Linked DNA regions of Mus musculus: regions 2 and 3 are each linked to region 1. Evidence: chromatin contacts called from public HiChIP or PLAC-seq data. All regions are on one chromosome and are shown on one strand. The core of a region is the stretch at or near the end of the contact, and the rest is flanking DNA. Distances in the headings are between cores, read along the strand shown. Region 1 overlaps Fn1 (fibronectin 1). Region 2 holds the start of Atic (5-aminoimidazole-4-carboxamide ribonucleotide formyltransferase/IMP cyclohydrolase). Region 3 holds the start of Fn1 (fibronectin 1).

Region 1 (3,383 bases), core at 317-2,816:
AGGAAAACTTCACATGTATAACTTCCAAAGAAAGCTCAGGTTCACTTTGTCCTTTCCCAGATAACGATTACACACATCCTCTTCAAACAAAAATCTAAATGCAACACTGAATTAGCAGAGTTAAATTCTATGGCGAGGTCAAGGGAAGGGGCTATGGAGACCATCCCAATTGTGAATTCCTTTTTTCCTCAACAGTCTCTTTGGGAAATAATTTAAATCACAGAAGTTATAAAAACTACAGCAGCACTCACCATGCACTTTTCTTTTTTCTTTTGGTTTTTGAAGACAGGGTTTCTCTGTGTGTTATAACAGCCCTGTCTGTCCTGGAACTCGCTTTGTAGACCAGGCTGGCCTGGAACTCACAGAGATCCCACCCCATGCACCCTTAACTATGTGTTATTTGGAAATAGTGGTCACACACGCCCCTATTCACAGCTAAGCTACAGATTGTTCTGATAACAGGTCTCCCAGTCATTGTCACTGAAAATATATCTATCTGTGCTTAAAGCCAAAATCTAGGGCTTGACTCACGCCACACAGAGCACTCCACCACTACACTACATCCACTGCACCCCTTTAAAAAACTTTTATTTACTTTGAGATGAGCCTCACTGAATTGCACAGGCTAACTTTGAACTCACAGTAGCCCAGGATGGCCTTCTTGCTCCAGCCTCCCAAGTACCTGGGATTACACATCTGTGCTACCAAGCCCAGCTAACGAAACAAAAATCATAGGTTTACAGTAACTTTGGTACCATATTATGGTTTTGTATGAAACCTTCTTAAAAACCAGTAAATATCCATGAGTAGTAGTAGCTCATGCCTGTAACTCCAGCACTCACAAGTCAAGGCGAAGTATCTTAGATAAGCTTGGGCTACAGAGCCAGCTTCTGAGTCAGTCTGGGCTATGACGCTCTCTCAAACCATCATAAATAAAGACTGACCAGCAAAAACACCAGAACATAGCTGAACCAGGTGACAATCTCTCAGAGAAATAAATATGTTTTTAGAGGGAGAAATGTTTACCACACAGTCTATCACTGTCCTCTTTCCCTTTTTATTGAGATAAGATCTTGTTGTGTAGCTCTGGCTAGTCTGGAACTCACTCTGTAGACCAAGCTGACCTCCAATCCAGAAATCCACCTGCCTCCAAGCGCTGGGATCAAAGGCGTGCGTGCGTGTGTGTGCGTACGCGTGCGTGTGTGTGTGTGTGCGCGTGTGTGCGCGCGTGCCTGCGTGCATGAGCGCGCACAGCTGCGCCTGGCTCCACCACTGCTCTTTGTGTCTAACATGAAGCTTTTTCACAGTCTACACCAAACCTATACAAAGTCCACACCAAGGGATTTCTTTGCGGATTAAAAAAACAAAATTACCTGTGGCTTGCTGGCCAATCAGTGGCGGGCTCTCCTCTCTGCCATTAACAGCAATGATGCTGACAACGTACTCGGTGCCCGGATTAAGGTTGGTGAGGGTGATGGAATTCCGCGAGGGCGGCACTCGATCCTGCCTGGGTCTTCCGACAGAATGCTCGGCGTGATGGCGGATGATGTAGCCGGTGATGGGGGCCCGAGGAGCCACCCAGTGGACAGTGAATGAGTTGGCGGTGATATCAGAAGAATCAAAACCAGTTGGGGAATCGAGACCTGTTTTTCCCACCCAAGGAGGGGAGCAAAAGACAACAACCACGAGCTTAGACATCGAGGATGGAGGATGTGGGGAACGCAACTGACACTGTTATACGGGACTGATAGCTGACCGCAATCAGCTTACACAAGCATTTCTTTCTTTTTTTCCTTTTAAAAGTAATTGAAACAATATGTAAAATTATAGCCGATTTCTACATTATACCGAAACACTGATACTTCTGAGGGCTTCAGCGTTGTTCTGGGTAGCTTTATATCATAAACTTGACCAAGCTAAAGTTATCTAAGAGGAAGGAGTCGTTAATTAAGAAAATGCCTCTGTAAGATCTAGGCAAGCTTGTAGGGCTTTCTCTTTATCAGTGATTGACAGGGCAGGGCCCTGCCCACTGTGGGCGGGACAGTGCCTTCTCTGGGCTCATGGTCCTGGATTCTATAAGAAACCAGGCTGAGCAGGTCATGGTAGAAGCCAGTCAGTAAGCAGCACTCCTCCATGGCCCCGGGTATCAGCTCCTGCCTCCAAGTTCCTGCCCTGCTTGAGTTCCTGTCCTGGTTTCCCTGCAGTGATGGACTACAGTGTGGAAGTGTAAGTCGAATAAACCCTTCCCTCCCCAGTTTGCTATTGATCATGGTGTTTCCTCACAAATATCACAACAACCTTAACTAAGACAAGAAACCAGTGAAATTCACAAGGAAACCAGGGAACTCTATTGTTATGTTAAACAAAGTAACATTATTATGTTAAACAAAGCAATCCAGTCTCAGAAAGACAAGTGGAGTTTTCTGGTACCTGGATCCTAGCTTTAATTTTTCATATGTGTGTATAGAGCATCTACATGTATGTGCAGAGCAAAGGTCCTGAAACTAGAAAAAGGAATGTGGGGAGAAGAGAAGGTGCTTTAAGGCGGAGAGGGTAGAAAGTGAAAAGGGTCATAGGATAGAGGTGACAAGATGACGAGAGTGAAAACGGGGCTGTACATTACTACAGGGAGAAAGGGGACCAGGAAGGATGACAGGGGGCAAGGAGAGGAACGGAAGAGGAACATCAACAGAGCATGTGAAAATACCATGGCAAAACCACTACTCTACAATAACTAAAATTAATTATTAATTAGTTGTAATTAATTATTGTCATCATAAATTAATTAATAAATTAAAAGTAATGTATCAATGCCACAAAAGGTGGAGATGCAACTATAGACTCAACCTATCATTTTGTTGCTTAACGTTGGTAGCTAACGTGGCTCACCTGTTTTCTGCCTTCCCCGGAGAGGGATGCTCTCATGTTGTTCGTAGACACTGGAGACACTGACTAAGTATTCTGTCCCAGGCAGGAGATCTGAAGAGGCAAAGTGGGATTTGCTTTAAACTTGATTGAGACTTTGAGAAAGCATAACGCTCCCCGGGACTCCGTCATCTGATAAAACATCCAAGCGTTCAGTCCCATAGCCTACCTGTGGCTAAGTGAGTATGTCTGTCTGGACATAATCTGTAAATAAGGGCCGCTCTGTCCTGTCTGTAAGCCCCAGCTCCACAGGTATAAATGGAACTCAGTCAAGTGTAAACACGGGATGTTACTATCTCTCCCGTCCATTTGAAAGGGCATCTGTGAGGGCCACTGATGTAACTTTTGTGGGAGTCTACATTACCATCTACCCATCACAACAACCACATGAGGTGGTCAGCAGCTTCCATGCTATGCAATGTCAAGATGTACAGTTGGACAAAATTTGACATGTGTCC
Region 2 (3,383 bases), core at 277-2,776, 52 kb before region 1:
TGGAAGTCCAGGAGCACCAGGCTCACACATGTAAACAAACCTTCACGCAGGCAAAACACCCATATACTTAAAATAAAATTTTAAAGATAAGATAAAGAGAAATATTTCTTGGAAACACCTTTGCCCACTGAGCCACTCACTTGTTCTTCCTGAATTTTGACTATTTCATACCCTCTTATAGTAGCTAACTAAAGGCTGATTACAATCTTATATGCGTGGAACTAATTATTCTAATATCTGTCACCTTTTGTTGTTTGTTTAACATTTTTGAGACAAGGTCTTGCTGTTTCTTTGGCAGGTATGGGACTTAAAGTGTGGACCAAACTAGCTCCAAACTTGCAATGATCTTTCTGAACCTTGTTCACCTCTGTACATTGAAAGTTGTGAACACATCCTGAAGACACTCTCATGATCCTAATATATCTTCCTTAGAAACATGAGAGGTGTTCAGAGCAAGGAGTTAACACGTTCTGAGGTCAGAAAAATGAGATAGATATTTGATCAATAGATATTTGGAGAAGGAAAAAGAGATTGGACTATTAGAGAGGAAAGACAAGAAGCAGACTAGCATCCAAATAATAGGAAAATGGACTTTGCACAGATTGGGAGACTAGACTGGAAATAAAAAGCTAAGCTTTCTATAGAATTGTACAATTTTAGGCTCCTTTATAGAATTTTTAAGTTCTTTTTTGGAATTGTATTAAAGAACATTACAAAAGAAAACATAATCAAAAAATTAATTCTAAACATTAATGTTAAAAATAGGGCTGTTAGCCGGGCAGTGGTGGCACATGCCTTTAATCCCAGCACTTGGGAGGCAGAGGCAGGCTGATTTCTGAGTTCGAAGCCAGCCTGGTTACAGAGTGAGTTCCAGGACAGCCAGGAATACATAGAGAAACCCTGTCTCGGAAAAAAAAAAAAAATAGGGCTGTGTATACAGCAAGATATGTTTATTTTGTGCCAAAGGTGTCACTTTTATTAAAAAGAAGCAGATGAGCTCAATTTTGCTATTCCTATTTTTAATAACTTAAGTCTTGAAACCTTTACTCCTGCCACCTGGGCTTGAAGGAAAAGAGCATTTTACACATGGTGATCTTGATGTAAATTCCAGGCCATTTTATAATGTGGTATGAAAAACTTCAAATGACGGTCATTTTACTTCTTTGGGGCTCTCAACTGTGGAGGCAATGACTTCATGCGTAGGTCTCCCAGACCTGTAAAAGGGAGACCATAGCAGAAGGCTTCTCTAATCCTTTCTGACATCGTCAGACAGGGTCTGTTTAGTCCTCTCGCTAGTTTCCCCCAATCAGTGCTCCAGCCGCCGCGGCCCCACCTCCCGGGACCTCAGCAGCAGCACCCCAGATGCGCGCGAACCGCGAGTCCCCACGCCCAGATCTGGGTTCGGAAAGAGGAAGCCCGCGGCTACAGATCCCAGGCTCCGGAGTTAGCAGCCGCCCCGCCCAGCGGCGCCTTCCACCCTAGGCTGCAGCTCACTGGAGGAGGGGCGGGACCTCGGGGTCACGTGGGGTCGACACGCCCTGCCCACTGCTTCCTGAACCGCGGGGTCCGGCCTGCCTGCCTACGCACGTGGCCTGTCCGTCCCTTGACTCCGCGACCCAACGCAGCATGGCTCCGTCTCAGCTTGGTGAGGCCCTCGCGATGCATCATAGGGGTCCTGCCTGCACCATCCCCGCCACCCACTCATGCCGCTGGCCGAGCTGGGGAGGCCCCGGGCCCGGCCTGCAGGCTGGGTGTCCCCAGTGCTGGGCCCTGGGCCTGCAGTTGCATGAGTCCCCTTCCCAGGAGTCCTCCCCGGGAGATCTCGGTGCCAGAAGCCGCGAGTAATGAGAACTGCCTTCTCTTTCAGCCCTGTTCAGTGTGTCTGACAAAACTGGCCTCGTGGAATTTGCCAGAAGTCTCGCGTCTCTTGGTTTGAGTCTGGTCGCTTCCGGAGGCACGGCAAAAGCGATCAGGGATGCTGGCCTGGCAGTCAGGTAAGGCAGTAGGTAGCGTTAAAGGGAGAAAAACGTTGTGACCATATTCACCAGAAAGCCATGCAAAAAACTGACAAAACACAGGGAGAAGTTAGGTTAGAACTAGGGAGCCTTGAGTTTTAGAGTCCTAGCACCCAGCCACTGTTTGCAAACAAATTAACTTCGGAGGGCCATGTGTTATGCAGAATAAACACGAATGTTCAGGTTCCATGGCCTGGCTTTGACTGGTTGCACAGTTAGACTGTAACATCTTTGAAGATCTGTATCTCCCTCTTCATAGCCTCACCCATCAGAAAGTACCAGTGGCTCGATCACACTCATCTCCTGACTAACAGTGGGAAGGGTTTGACAAGAGATGTCAGGAGATGACCCTGAAGGTCTGGAAGGTAGAAAAGGAAAAAGACCTTAGTTCCCTGGCTGTTTTCATTGCCATTATAACTCTTGGTTTGTGGAGAATCCCTATAGAGGTAAATTATTCACCTCTTCATAACTCTTGTTTGTGTAAGCAGTACATAACCCCTGTACATTTGACAGCTTCAGACAGCAAGAATGCCTTTACTTAGTAAATGTCTTCAGTGGATTCTCTTGTGACTTATGGGAGTCCGGAGCATCAGGGACAGCAGACAAGTAGGCTCCTGTGAGGTGCAGTTGAGTTACTGTGGAGCTGGTATGGGTAGGCCATTGTTGCTGTGGCATTTACGATGAAGTACGAGGAGTTCTTGCATTGTCTATCGCCTAGTTTAAATGTTTCTCAGATGGTCATTCATATTTCCACGCCACTGCCCAGTATTTGCTTGCCCCGTTACGCCTTCTCGTATTCTTTTGGTGGTATGGAAGACTGACCCCAATGTCCAGTCCACTCCTGAGCTGTATCCCTAGTTCATTTTTTATGCTTTGCTTCAGAAACTTTTAAAACTTAGAGCCAGGGTCTCTGTAGGTTGCCCAGGCTGGCCTTGAACTTGTGATCCTCCTGCCTCTTCCTCCTTGAGTGAGTTGGAGTATGGATATCTTTTAGAAATTAGAACTATGTCCTGTTAAAGAGTAAGTGTTTTTGTTTGTTTATGCGGGTCCTGGTGCATGGGAGACAAACTTTGTACACCTGAGCCATATTTCCAGTCCAAACATATTTTTAATGTTTTTGTTGTTGTTAAATTCACTATAAATGATTCTCAGTAGAATCTCTTTGCTTTGTTTGTTTGCTTTTGGTTTTTCAGGCAATGGTTTCCCTATGTTGTCCTGGAACTTTATCTGTAGACCAGGCTGGGCTTGAACTCACAGAGATCCACTTGCCCCTGCCTCCTGAGTGATGGGATTAAAGACGTGTGCCACCACTGCCCTTGAATTTCATAATTAAAGGTTGTTAAGAGTCTGGACATTGTAAAGCCAGTG
Region 3 (3,383 bases), core at 453-2,952, 44 kb after region 1:
CTCTCGCAGTTAAAACCCCGGCTTCCTCCATAGCAGGTACAAACCAGGGCGTTGCCTAGGTAGGTCCGTTCCCACTGCTGATTTATCTGATAGTGCTTCCCATTGTCAAAACAGCCAGCTGCGAAGAATTGATGGGGAAAGTTATTAACAGTTCCATCCCTCCCTCTCTTTTTTCCCCTACAAAACTACTGAATTTTGCCAACTGACTTGGTGAGCCTGCACAAACAAAAAAACTCTTAAAAGCAATATTCCACTAAAGTTCAGATGTGGAAACTAGCTAATCAAAGATTTAAGCATTGTTTATGTAGATGGATGTTTAGGGGTTTTTTCCTTCTTATCTTTTAACTTGGGTAAAAGTTATACAATGACGTCATGTCCTTATGGGCAGGGGAACTACCTCAGCAGACTTGAAACACTCTGAGAGGCCAGAAATAGAAATTACTTTTAAATCCTGAGGGCTTCAATACTCTTAACAACAACAACAAAAAGACAAGAAAGAAAACTTAAGTTGGGTGTCTTGATGACTATGCCAATAACCCCAGCTCTGTAGAAACTGAGGCAGAAGAATTGCTCCCAAGTTGAACACACAAGCCTGGACAACACAGGAGAATGCCAGGCTAGCTTAGGCTACAGTGTGAGATCATGGCAAAAAAAAAAAAAAAAAAAAAAAAAGAAAAAAAAAAGAAAAGAAAAGAAAAGAAAAGAAAAAGAAAAAAAGGAGGGAGAACTTTTAAATTTTCCTCTAGCCCAAGATAAAGGAAGAGTGTGTCTCTGAAAAACTGGAAGAGAAATGGCTATCCTTGCTCTTGGGGAAAGAATCCTAGGCTACCCCCCCCCCCCCAAAGCACTGAGCCAACTAACATCTCTTTCAAGTTGGTAAGAAACTACCTATTTAGATAGTCTCACCTCCTCCCCGTGTTAAATATTTAACCAGCTATTTGCTGATAAAGAAAATAAGGATCAGGGGAACCACAATAATCTCTGATGTAAAATTTGTAAGTTCGTGTCTCTTTTCTCTTTCACACGTTTTGGTTCCTGGAAGGGCGAACTGAAGGTGTAGAATTTGTTAGCGCACTTGAGGGGAAGAACAGACGGTCCCTACCTCCACTTCACCAGCAACCAGCCTGTTCAGACCTAAGCCTTTTGTGTCCACAGCTGGTTTCCCTCGATAAAGCGCGCACTCACACACGTTCGCACAGCCACGCACGCGCGCAAAAACTTTAGCCACAACTTGAGCGGGCGCTTGAGGACCAACCCATCCCTGCCGCCGGCCGGTTTGAACCAGACTGTCGGTACTCACGCTTGCTCTGACTGACAGCCACCGGGGATTGAGGCTGCACGATTTGCTGAGCCTGCCTCTTGCTCTTCCCGGCTTCGGTGCAGCGCACCGAGGTCCCCAGGCACAGGACTGCCAGCAGCAGCAGCCGCCCGGGTCCCGGACCCCTGAGCATCTTGAGTGGATGGGAGGAGAGTCGCCCTCCCCAGGAGGCAAGTGGCCACGAACTGTGGGTCCCCTCGCAGCCTGCGGGAAAAGTCCTGAGGTGGGGACGCCGGTAAGGAGATGGAAGGAGAGGACCAGAAGTTGTCCGGCTCACACCCTGGGCTCCTTTTCTCCCCCTGTGCAGCGCAGCGGGTGCGAGCGGTTGAGCCCCAAGAGCAGAGGCTTATATGGGACAGTACCTTCCCGCCCCCCACGAGGCCCTGCGCGCCGGGGAGGAGGGTCCGGTCCGACTCCTCCCGCCCCTCCTGCCGCCGCAGCCGCCGCCGACCGCGCGCCTATTGGCCCAGAGTCCGGGTGACGTCACGGGGTACGGTGGGTTCGCCCCGAACAAAAGAGATGCTGATCTCCCGCCAGGTCTGGGACTAGAGAACTTTTTTCCCCTTTCTGGTTTCCTTTGCGGTCGTCAAACTTTTGGGAGGAGGATTGGGGGTAGGGATGGGAAACGGCTGTAAAGTGATGTAGACTCGAAGGAAAGGGAGGGAGGGGCTGGAGCCTAAGGAAGCCTGGGGTGGTAAGGCTTACCCCCCTCATCTCTTAACTTTTTTTTTTTTAAATTGGTGGCTGTGGTGGTGTTTGAGAACATTGCGTCACCTCTGAGAAAAGTCTGTGCACACCAGAGTGTATTTTGTGGGAAGGGAAAAAGTCATAAAGTGGCCACCACCTTGTCCCTGTAGGAATCCAAACTTCACTTTTGCAGCCCCGGGGCGGGGCGGCTCCTTCTGGGTGCTTTTCCTGGGTCCTGGGCGCCGCCTAGGGTCCCCTATCTTTGCCTTTATGGTGTTAGGTAGGCTCAGACCTCGGTTTCTCCACGCAGTACCTGCCAGGTTTCAAGGAAGAGCCTGGGAGAGAGTGAGCGCGTGGCAGAGGTGACCCCCTTCCCTGAGCTTCCACAGCCCTCGGTTCCGCGCGGCGCTCTACAGATTCCAGAGAAACTCACAGGACCAAGTTTCTCTCTAAGAGGAAGCAACAGAAAGTTTCTTTTCTAAGTCGTGAAGCACAGTTTTCCTTTCCTGGGGATGGGGTGCCCGTTTCTTTTAAAAGGGCAGTAGTGAACAGCTTAAGAAGGGGAAAAGTTGAACTGGCTGATGAAGGGGGGCGGGGGGACCCTTCCCGTCCATGCCACGTTCACTGGGCCATCTGCACTCAAACCTAGGTGGCCTCTGAAGGGGGAGTTGGGGTGAGGATGGGTACAAAGATTTAATGTCTTGCCTCCCTCCAGACTTTACCCCGAATCCCCTTGCATGTGTCCGGGCGTTTATTTTATTTTATTTTATTTTATTTTCAGACTTCGCAGTCATGGCAGAATTCCACTATCCACCCCTCCCCCGCTGCCAGATTTTTTATATTTCAATTGTTATCTGCTCCAAGAATGTATAAAGTTCCACTGAAAATTCTCTGGACTTCCTACACTACTGAAGTTGAAAAGGGAATAGGAGACGTCCCCCTGAAGCCAGCAGCTCTAACACGTTGGTCTTTTTTTTTTTTTTTTTTTTAACCTTTCAGACACACACAAGCCCAGTTGCTTTGGTAGGGCTTCAAAAAGACCTTCAAGAAGCCCACTATTTTCAGAGTAGCAGATCCGAACCCCAAACTTGGCTTTCTCCCTCGGTTAGGCGCATGGTCTCCTTTGCTTTGAGAACATATTAAAGCTACTAGCTAGCAAAATATGTTGTTTGTACCAGGTTCTTGGATAATTTGAATTTGTGTGCTTTATAAAATCCTCAACACATTAAAGACACAAAATTAACATTTATCTTTATTGATGTAAAGAACTAAAAACAAAACAAACACACACACACACACACACAAAAAAAACCCACAGCAAATACCAGTTTCTTACAAGCAGTGTAAAATAAGTCAAGAATCTTTGTGACCAACACTC

Evidence for each region. HiChIP or PLAC-seq counts read pairs in DNA pulled down with a chosen protein or histone mark.
Region 2: an H3K27ac HiChIP or PLAC-seq map of embryonic stem cells shows a contact between it and region 1, with 10 read pairs. The contact joins the promoter of Atic here to the enhancer-like site in region 1. A contact is called at or near these places in 1 of 39 promoter capture datasets (maxillary cranial neural crest), 17 of 484 Hi-C or Micro-C datasets (the 3T3-L1 cell line, the HL-1 cell line, differentiating spermatogonia and 7 more), 6 of 115 datasets of contacts at active chromatin or transcription factors (the SCID.adh cell line and embryonic stem cells) and 3 of 9 other capture datasets (adipose tissue, liver and pancreatic islet).
Region 3: a contact with region 1 is called in an H3K27ac HiChIP or PLAC-seq map of embryonic stem cells, with 16 read pairs. The contact joins the promoter of Fn1 here to the enhancer-like site in region 1. A contact is called at or near these places in 5 of 39 promoter capture datasets (the 3T3-L1 cell line, frontonasal cranial neural crest, liver and 2 more), 14 of 484 Hi-C or Micro-C datasets (the 3T3-L1 cell line, the C2C12 cell line, the HL-1 cell line and 7 more), 11 of 115 datasets of contacts at active chromatin or transcription factors (cardiomyocytes and embryonic stem cells) and 3 of 9 other capture datasets (adipose tissue, liver and pancreatic islet).

What each region holds. Positions count from the first base shown.
Region 1 is chr1:71,608,040-71,611,422 of GRCm38.p6, forward strand. It overlaps Fn1 (fibronectin 1), which reads right to left. Exons shown (of 46, transcript NM_010233.2): 27 at 2,890-2,979; 28 at 1,374-1,643. Among named protein-coding and RNA genes, the nearest start is that of Fn1, 44 kb to the right of the region's middle. Within about 2 kb of position 1,567, at least 4 of the 459 cell types and tissues checked have an H3K27ac peak or open chromatin away from gene starts, as enhancers often do. A contact at or near this core is called in embryonic stem cells, where this site is marked.
Region 2 is chr1:71,555,630-71,559,012 of GRCm38.p6, forward strand. It overlaps Atic (5-aminoimidazole-4-carboxamide ribonucleotide formyltransferase/IMP cyclohydrolase), which reads left to right and starts at 1,527. Exons shown (of 16, transcript NM_026195.3): 1 at 1,527-1,645; 2 at 1,868-1,994. The coding sequence starts at 1,627.
Region 3 is chr1:71,651,532-71,654,914 of GRCm38.p6, forward strand. Fn1 (fibronectin 1) reads right to left here and starts at 1,703. Exons shown (of 46, transcript NM_010233.2): 1 at 1,301-1,703; 2 at 1-118. The coding sequence starts at 1,451. It overlaps Apol7d (apolipoprotein L 7d), which reads left to right and starts at 1,804. Exons shown (of 4, transcript NR_040308.1): 1 at 1,804-1,855.